Regions from separate parts of the Canis lupus genome. Here region 2 is linked to region 1. Evidence: chromatin contacts called from public Hi-C data. All regions are on one chromosome and are shown on one strand. Each heading gives the region's core, a stretch centred on a gene start, on an enhancer-like site or on the middle of the called end of the contact. The rest is flanking DNA. Distances are from core to core; before and after follow the strand shown.

Region 1 (4,675 bases), core at 1,997-4,496:
CTGCACGAACAGCAGCAGGCTAAACAGGTCTTGTCTGCTACAGAATCAGGACCCAAAATGACAATGCTTACAAATCTACAGCTTGTTACAGGAAAAGAATATAAACTATCAGAATCGAAAGCTGTCTTACAGAAAGAGGTTGGGAGGTTAGGAGTGGGTTCTTCTGTGCTCCCTCTGTGAAGATTGGAGATTGAGCCAGACACAGATTCTCAGACTGTGAACTACCCAAGTGTGCAAGAAACATCTTGCAACTAGCAAGTCCCAAATTGAGGCTTGGCTGGGTTTTTTCTATCTGGCTGGTCACATAGATGTATTCCTGCTATATAACCAGTCTCAACAGCACTGGGGGGGGGGGGGGGGGGCAGGCAGGGTGTCACCAAGGCCAGGTGTAAATCATCAATATCACTATTACCAATTAACAATGCTGACAAACCTCTAAAGCCCCTGGACCCACAGTTACAAAGCGGCACTATTACTGTATTTCAGTGTGGGCTCAAGCTGTTTTCAGGAACTGAGTCTCATAAACATCATCTACTTGCCTACGCTGCCCTTTCCCCTATGCCATCTTGTAGAAATATGCCTATTTCTCCTAGACAAAGCTCAAACATGAGCTCAGCCACCTTTCCCTTGACGATCCCTCCCTGTTTGGCCAGCACTGTACCCAGCCTGCACTGTCGCTGTTGCATTGAACACTGCATGTGTGTTCATGGAAGCTCCCAGAGGGCAAGTTCAGTTGCTCCCACGGCAACATCTCTATGATGTGGTACATATAATAAAGGAATTAAGAATTTACTCTGGGACTGCATACTGATTCTGCTACTTGCTAAGTTTTGTGGCCTTGGGTTTAAAGCTTTCAAAGCCTCAGCTTCATAAGTAAAACAGAAGTACTACATCTATTTCCTATATCGAGTTGTCCTGAGAATTAAGTAACATACCTGAAATACTTAGCATACTGTCTGCTACGTAACAGATGCTATTTTTTTTTTAGCCCAGAATAGAAGTGGTAGTATTCTCAGCACCAAGCACAGTGTCTGATGCTGACACTTGAAATACACTCATATTTTTATATTACAATTCCTATTCTCTTCTTTTCTGTCCATGGCTCCAGTCCGTGAAGTTAAACAAACTGAAGGGTGATCTGTAGCCTCCCTCTCTTTACTACCAATAGCCAAATCATCATGAGGTCCTGTTGATTTCACTTACTAACTTCTCTCCAATCCCTTTACTTTTTTCTTAAAGATTTATTTATATATTATTTATTTATTTAATGCATGTATGTATGTATGTATAATTGATTGACTGATGATGCACAGAGAGAGGCAGAGACACAGGCATAGGGAGAAGCAGACTCCCTGCAAGGAGCTTGATTCAGGACTCGATTCCAGGACCCTAGGATCACATGAGCCCAAGGTAGATGCTCAACCACTGAGCCACCCAGGCATCCCCCCTTCACATTCTCCTTCCTCACAGCTACCACGCTAGAAGCCTGGACAACTACAGTAGTCTCCTCATCAGTCTTCTACAGCTACTCTAACACACACTCTACTTGCACAAGTTAATATCCATACAGCTACCAAAAGTACCTGGATCTCAGCACTGCACTGCTTACAACCCTTTGACGGCTTTCCTATGCTCTTACGAAAAACCAAAATTCTTAACTAGGCCAGCATGGCACATGGTCTGGCCCCTGACCTCCCTCCCTCTGACTCCTTATTCCCAACTATACTGGATTTCGATGGTCCTCAAATACCCAGTCACTCCTGCAATGGGTATTCCCGCACTCCCCATACCAAAGCATTAACCACTGATCCTTTATAATTCAGCTTAAAATCACTTCCTAAAGGAAGCCCTCATTGATCTCAAAGATCAGACTGCTTCTCCCTATTTTCTGCTCTTAAAGCACAGTTTCAATGAATGAGCAGGTACAACTAAAAGGGTACAATGGGTGGGGAATCAAGGATGGCAGTGACCCAAACCACTCAAACCACTTTTGTATCATCAGCACCTACCACTCAACAGCTGCTCTGCTATGTTAAGTCAGCTACCGAGAAAGATGGAAATAAAGAGTGTTTCACACACGTAAGAAACTACATTCCATTAAAGTGTGTTTTCTGGGACGCCTGGGTGGCTCAGTGGTTGAGCGACTGCCTTTGGCTCAGGTTGTGATTCCAGGGTCCTGGGATCGAGTCCAGCATCAGGCTTCCCATGGGAAGCCTGCTTCTATCTCTCATGAGTAAATAAATAAATAAAAATCTTGAAAGAAAGAAGGAAAGAAAGAAAATTTGTTTTCTATAAAATCCCCCAAACGAAAAGGGGCCTCTCATTTATCACAGCTCTTCGTTCTACACCTTTGGCAGGTGGTCATTCAACCTCGAGGGGAGCTCTTCCTGTGACAGGGACAGAATCAACCAAAGTCCTAATAGCATCAATGGAGAAAGTGAAAAGCAGTGGAATGGGGTATTGGCAGTACTTCCGATCTGATCAGAGCGGAGGTGTGGAATCAGTGGGAGGAACGGCCGGGACACTGAGCACCAGAGAACAGAACTTTTGTTAAAAGGAGAGTCTGGTAAGGAGAAAGTTCAACAGGCGTTAAAGTGAAGGGCATTCGAGCGTGGAAGGAAGAAGTCACAGCGACACGAAGCATTTCTGGCATTCACGTATTTTCCTATCTGGTCTAAAATGGCTCTCGCCCCACGTTTAGAACAGGAAAGGCAAACGCCCCACATCAGCTCGCTAGAGGGGATTCCGGGCTCAGCCAAAGAACGGAAAAACCTAGACAGGAGGGAGTCAGCCAGCGGGCGGCGGCCCGGACCCTGGAGCCGCGCCCTGGGGGCCCCGCGCTGGCAGAGCACGGAGTACCTGGAACTCGAGGGTGCACTTGGTGCCCTGCGTGATGTCCTCGTAGAAGCACTGCTTGGCGTTGTCCGGCAGCTCGAAGGTGATCTCTGAGGCGCCGCCGGGCCCCGGCAGCAGCAGCAGCAGCAGCAGCGCGAGCAGCCTGCAGCCCCAACGGCCCGCGGCGGCCGCCCAGCGCTGCGCGGACCCCGGCCCCGGCATCCCGAGGCGACGGCGGCGGCCTCAACGGAGCTGCGGGGAGGCGCGGGGTCGGGTCTGCGCGGACTCCCGCGCGCGGCAGGCCTCGGCCCCGGGAGGCCCGCGAAGACGCACGGCAGAGCCGCTCCGAGCCTCGGAGGGATTCGGGACGCGGGGGCGAGCCGCTGGGCGCCGGCGAGCGGTGCGAAGGGACCAGGGCCCGGCGCCACGAACGACCTACGGGGCAGAGGTAAGGCCGGCAGGGTTCGGGCGGAAAAGGCCTGAGACGGCCGGAAGTGGGGCGAAAGCCTGGGGAGAGGGGGCGGGGCCTGAGGCACCTGCTCCAGCAACCCGGATGTGCTCTCCCCCGGCCGCGGGGAGAGGCGTTGCAGTGTGTACGTGGAAGCTCGCGAGACGTCCGCTCGGCTCGCGTCGGCGCCGGAGGCGGGGGCGGGGGCGGGGGCGGGGGCGGGGCCGGAGCGAAGGGCGGGGCCTGCCGGGGTAGAGGCGGGGCGTGCTGCGCCGCAGGTGCGGCTCCGAGAGAGCATCACCCAGGGAGCGGCGGCGAGCGCGTCCCGCCCCAGGGGGCTAGTGACCGGTGGCAGGGCGCTTTGTTGTTGAGAGCTGACAGCTTTCTCATAAATAACAGCAAATATTTGGGGTGAGCAGTTTAACCATGAGTCTGAATTCTGGGACCGCTACAATTACAGGAATTTTAATCCCTGCTGTGCAATTCGCTGGCTGTGTGACCTCTCAGCTTCACTTTTGCATCTGTAAAATGATAATACTACGTAACCCAGAGGGTTATTACAAGGCTTCAGGACTTGCAAAAAGTACCTTACTTTTTTGATAGAGTAGGCACTAAGTCAGCTTTTTTTAAAGAAAAATAAACATCATTTGAGCCCTCCTTATCATCAGGCACTGTGCTAAGCGTATTACGCAAGTCTTTTGATCCTTCACTAGTCAGGTATTATCACACCTACTTTACCTATGAGGAAACCGAAGATCCAAAAAGTAGAGGTCATTGCCTGTGATCACACACTGGTTTTTGTCGGACTGCTTTAAAAAATAGTAGGCCAAAAAATAGGTTAAAAAAAAAAAGGTAATACTAATAGTAACTAAGAGGTGTTGATTTCTTAAATTATACATTTTCAGGGATCCCTGGGTGGCTCAGCGGTTTAGAGCCTGCCTTTGGCCCAGGGCATGATCCTGGAGACCAGGGATCCAGTCCCACATCAGGCTCCCTGCATGGAGCCTGCTTCTCCCTCTGCCTGTGTCTCTGCCTCTCTCTCTGTCTCTCAGGAATAAATAAATAAAATCTTTAAAAAATTATACATTTTCTTGTGCATATAAAGACAAATTAGGTATCATTCCATTTTTTAATTAATGATTATGATGAGCTCGTGCACTTGAAGATGATCAGCAGAGGGCTTTATGAGAAGTAAATAGAGGGAGTTGGGTAGGAAACAGAGAAGTGAAGGAGGTGGGTGTAGAGGCAGGGTGGGGGTGAGGGGGTGTTGGTAAGGAGGAGATGCAGGACCTGTGGTGGCCAAAGCCTCCACAGTAGGGAAAGGAGCCCTGAGAAGGTAAGATTTGGAGGTGATTGCACCTTTCTGATAACTGGGCCAGAAACAGAAGCAAT
Region 2 (5,134 bases), core at 1,165-3,664, 190 kb after region 1:
AGTTCTCAACCACAGCTATATTTTAGAATCAACATTTACAAGAATACAGGTATCCATATCAATTACATTAGTCTTCTGGAAGCAGGGCATTGGTAGGGTCAAAAACTCTCCCAAGTGATCATAATTAGTTCCTAAGGCCCAACAACCTTGGTCAGCTTAAGGAATCTTTATTCTTTTGTAGCTTAAATTAAAGGTGGGTCATATGAAGTATTGGCACTTCCTTCATCAGAAGAGATCCTCAAAAAAGGAACTACTTCAGGGTAGAAATTTAATGGCTAGAAACAAAGTTTTTCATCACAGAGGCAAAGTCAAATATTCTCAAGGGCCAGAAAATGAAAATACTATTTTTCAGTGGTGGTTTAAAGAAAAAGAAAACTATGCAGACCAAGGAAAACATGGCTTATAACCTGTGGTCATATCTGGGTTATGAGCCATTCATTTTTTTGCCTGTTTTACTCCGCTATCTTCAGGGTCAAGTAGTAAGCTTTTGACTAAGGCTGTCAAAGCCAAACAAAAACAAAAACAGAAAACAAAACAAAACAAAACAAAAAAAACCCACCCCCAAAACAAAACAAACAAAACAACAAAAAATCTTTGGAAAGTCTGTTTCTGTTTGTAGTAAAATGAGAGAAAAAAAATGAACAAGAATCTGTAAAAATCATGGAATTCTTCAGTAAGACTCTAGTGCTTTTCTACAGAAACAATACAGGTTTCTACTACTCTATCAAGTGGAAATGATAGAGTGAGTTTCCCCCCAAATATAGAGGTGGTCTGACTTAAAAGGGAGAAAATGCCAGGAAACAGTTCTCCAAAAGCTGCAAAAACTCAAATTCTATTGAAAGGCTGTGAGATCATGGAGGAGAAAACATGCCATATCTATACTTTAAAACTCTGGATTGAGAATCTGAGGCCCAGGGTCAACCAATCCGAATTGCAATCGCCGGCTTGAGGCTTTTCTCAGAGGCAAGTACACAGAGTGCTCCAGGACAAGTGATTTCCTTCGGATTTTCCGTATTTTACGATGGCTAACCCATTCTCAAGCAAGGAAAGGTTGAGGACTCATTAAAGCAATGAAAACGACTCGCTTAAAAACTCCAAAATGGCTGGAGGGAGGGGGCGCAGGGAGAGGAGGAAGGAGGATGCCTATGGTTTTCTCTCAACATTCTTCGTCCTTGATAAAATTTCGGTTTTTTGATACAAGGAGTGAATTCACACGCAGTTAATAGAAAAAAACAGCGAACTCGTCGGAAAGCGTGGATTCTAAACCAGAGTTGCTACTGAGTATCCCTATGACCTTAAATCATTAGTCAAATAATTATGTCCCAACGTTTAATACCTGGAACTACCGAAGTCCCACTCAGCTCCCACTTTCTTCTTTTTTAAAAAGATTTTATTTGACAGAGAGAGAGAGAGAGAGAGAGCGCGCGCGCGCACAAGCAGGGGACGCGCAGGGGAAGTGGGAGAAGCAGGCTCCCTACCGGGCAGGGAGCCCAACCTGGGGCTCGATCCCAGGACCCCGGGATCATGCCCTGAGCCCAGGGCAGACGCTTAACCAACTGCGCCACCCAGGCGCCCCTCAGCTCCCACGCTCCACAAGCCCGCAGTCCGACCCGCTCGGAAGAAGAGAGGAGCGCGGCGTGGGAAGTACTGCGGCGCCCAGGGGCCCGCCCAGGGGCCCACCTAGGGGCCCACCTAGGGGCCCGCCCAGGAGCCCGCCCAGGAGCCCGCCCAGGGCCCCGCCCCGCGCCGCGCCGCGCAGGGAGGTCCAGAGCCGGCCGGCCTGAGAGTCCCCAACTCAAAGGTCTCAAAAGCCGGAAACTACACTTCCTCTCTCCGGACTGGCCAAAAGCCAAGGCTGGGACCAGCCCTCCTCTGAATTTTGCTCCTTTATTGGCCGCCAGGGACCTAGTCAGACGCAATCTACACAAACCTCCCGCCTTCGCCTAGAAATTGGCTCACAAAAAATTACTTTTTTTCTTGGTGTCGCCAGCAGGTTCCTCTGTTCCCGGGGAGACGGCGGCGGAAGAAGGGGGCTCCGGAGTGGCTGTTTCTGGGGAGACCTCCGTAGGTCCTTCGCCCTCAGCAGCAGTCGAGGGAGGGAGCTGCAGCCCGGACTCCGACTCCTCAGCCATCTTGCTCAGTGCAGAGCGAGGGCGGAAGTGGCGGCTCGGCGCGTGCCGGGGGCGGGCTTTACGCCAGGGGCGTCGCTAGGGAGGCGGCGGAGGGCGGCGCGGGGGCGGGGGAGCGGAAAACCCAACGCTGAAAGGTGGGGCTGCCGGCTGGGCCTCTGTGCGGAGCATGTCGCAGAGCCCCGACCGTGAACACCGCAAGTGCGGTTTTGCCAGAGGAACAGCCCTCCGGAGGGAGTCTGCGAGCCCAGCGCGCCGCCAAGTGCGCAGGCGCCTCCCGGACAGGTGGGCTCGGGCCGGAGATGTTTCCGCTTCCCTTCGCGCCGGCCCCGCCCCGCCCGGCCCGGCCCCGCCCCGCCCCGCCCCGGCCCCGCCCCGCGACGCGGGAGCGCGCGCGCGCGCGTGCGGGAGGGGGCGGGTGGGGAAGGATCGCCGGCGAGATCCCGAGGCGAGGCTCGCGCGCCCGCCCCCGCCCCGGCCCCCAGCGCCCACCCGGTCCGCCCGGCTCAGCCATGATCAAGGCGATCCTCATCTTCAACAACCACGGGAAGCCGCGGCTCTCCAAGTTCTACCAGCCCTACGTGAGTATCCCGCCGCCTCGCCGCCTGGCCGCCTGGCCGCCTGGCCGCCGCCGCCGCCGATCCGCGTGAGGGGAGTCGCTGGCAGGCTGGCAGCGCCCTCAGGGCGACCCCCTGAGGCGCGCCGCGGCCCTTCGCGCTCCCGGGCTGTCAGCCTCCGGCTCCGTCCTCCGACGTGGCTCTGCCCGGGCGGCTCCTCCGCCTGTCTGGGCTGGGCGGCTTCCCGGCTGGCGCGGGCGAGGCTCCGGGGGACTTCCCGGGGCGGGGGCCCCGGCGGCGGGCGGCCGCAGCCCACCTGCCCTCGCGAGCCCCCCGGGCGCCCCGGCCTTGCGCCGCCCGCGGCTCGCAGCCCCACCTCCCCGACTCGCAGCCGCTCCGGGCCGACGGGTGTCCCTCCCCCGTGGACAGATGGGCTTCTGTTTTTCCCGGTAATCCGCTCGTCGCGCAGGAACTTGGGCTTCCTCCGTACGCTCTCTCCTGGGTACTGCCGTTGGGCCCTCGGCCGCCCGGTGTGACTTTCAGGTGTCTCCTTAGTAGAGAAAGAAAAGATAAGTGAGGACCTCACCTTTTTCTCGGGCTTTTCCCCTGGTGGCTGCAAAGGGAGTCCTGCAATAACTGGCGACGTTTGGCCCATGACAGCTGTGACTCTCTCCACCTGAAAGTTAACGATGGCAGCTGCTGGTTTGGCAGTTCTCTACCTAAGGGAATTGGGTCTCGTGTGTAGCTTTTCTTTTACTTAGAAAGACACTCCGTGGAGTGGAAGTAGTGCTGAAAAAATGCAGGTGTTAAGGGGGGGGGGCAAAGATGGGTAGTTTTTAAAAAAAGATTTTATTTATTTATTCATGAGAGAGGCAGAGGGAGAAGCAGGCTCCTCAAGGCCTGAGCCAAAGGCAGATGCTCAACCACTGAGCCACCCAGGTACCCTTCTCTCTCATAGAAGAGGGTTGAAGAAAGTGAGAAAATGAATTGATGATATTGACACATTGCTTTTACTTTGCGTGATCTTTTTTTTTTTTTAAAGATTTTATTTATTTATTCATGAGAGGCACACACAGAGAGAGAGAGAGAGAGAGAGGCAGAGACATAGGCAGAGAGAGGAGCAGGCTCCCTAGGGGAGCCTGATGCGGACCTCAGTCCCAGGACCCAGGGATAACCACCAGAGCCAAAGGTGGAGGCTCAACCACTGAACCACTCAGATACCCTAAGATAAGTAATTTGTTAATGACTGAGCGAGGGTTACAGACATAGGTGCCTATCTGAGGGCAAAATTCACCACTAGGTAAAACGTGGAGCTGTCACTATAAGGATTCATGTAGAGATAGAACTCTTGGCTGGAATTGGGGCATTTTGCTTACAGTCAGAAATGAACATTCAATTAAATACTGAAATTGTGCCAACGCTAGCACTTCTTGTGGATAAAGCCCAGATGGAAGTGATGCCTGCCCTTAAAAAATTAAATGTGAAAATGTCACTTCACTTAAAACGATAATGCAGTCTGTGGAGGTGTTAGTTGAAGTATGAAACCTTGAGCTTATTCTTCATTTCCTTAAGTAGCTTTGCTTCTGCTGGTGATAAAGATATTTTCGTCTGTTCCTGTTTGGTTTTAGTATAGTATGAATCAAATACTAATGCTCTTGTTTACAAATTTGGTATCATTTTTTTAACCCAGAATAAAATCGTATTTGATCCTTCTGAGTGGGGAAAAAAAAAAAAAAAAAAAAAGCCCTTCACTATACAATCTTACCCATTTGCCTAAAGTACTGTAGTGGTCATTATTGAAGGAATCTTTTTCTTATTCGTTGCCTTGTCATCCATTTGTGGTAAAGAAAAGGTATTTTGTGACACTGAAACAGAAATCAAAGATGTGTTTTTTTATATCTACATTTTTTAAGAATATTTTATTTTATTAGACACTGAGATAGTGACAGAGATAGCGAGAGAGAGCACAAACTGGGAGGAGATGGAGAAGTAGGATCCCCACTAACCAGGGAGCCAGATCCCAGGACCCTGGAATCATGACCTGAGCCAAAGGCAGACATTTGAGCCACCCAGGTGCCCCTCATATATTCACTTAATAATCAGTATTCAAAACAGTAAGTTTCCTGGCTAGTTCATAATATCAGTGTAACCACTCATGCAGTGTGGAATTTAAGCATTGACAGAAAAATGTATTTTTTTTCTTAAGATTTTATTTATTTGAGAAAGAGCAGAGAGCACAAGAGGAAGGGTGGGAAGAGGGAGAAGCAGACTCCCTGCTGAGCAGGGAACCCGTTGTGGGGCTGTGTCCCAGGACCCTGGGGTCATGACCTGACTCAAAAGCAGCTACTTAATCGACTAAGCCACCCAGGCGCCCCAGGAATAGAAGTACCTTTTACCCTTACTTAGAGGCAGCAGTGAAGGTTACTGTGGGAAAAGGCAGTTCTGGCA

The links. Hi-C and Micro-C count contacts between places; a contact is called where the count stands out from the background.
Region 2: a contact with region 1 is called in a Hi-C map of blood, with 3 times the contacts expected there. The contact joins the promoter of ATG12 here to the promoter of TMED7 in region 1. A contact is called at or near these places in 7 of 9 Hi-C or Micro-C datasets (amygdala, blood, liver and 1 more).

Annotation. Positions count from the first base shown.
Region 1 is chr11:5,624,067-5,628,741 of UU_Cfam_GSD_1.0, forward strand. It overlaps TMED7 (transmembrane p24 trafficking protein 7), which reads right to left and starts at 3,247. Exons shown (of 3, transcript NM_001204338.1): 1 at 2,860-3,247. The coding sequence starts at 3,057.
Region 2 is chr11:5,810,976-5,816,109 of UU_Cfam_GSD_1.0, forward strand. It overlaps ATG12 (ubiquitin-like protein ATG12), which reads right to left and starts at 2,415. Exons shown (of 5, transcript XR_005366528.1): 1 at 1,970-2,415. It overlaps AP3S1 (AP-3 complex subunit sigma-1), which reads left to right and starts at 2,562. Exons shown (of 5, transcript XM_038551848.1): 1 at 2,562-2,710. The coding sequence starts at 2,642.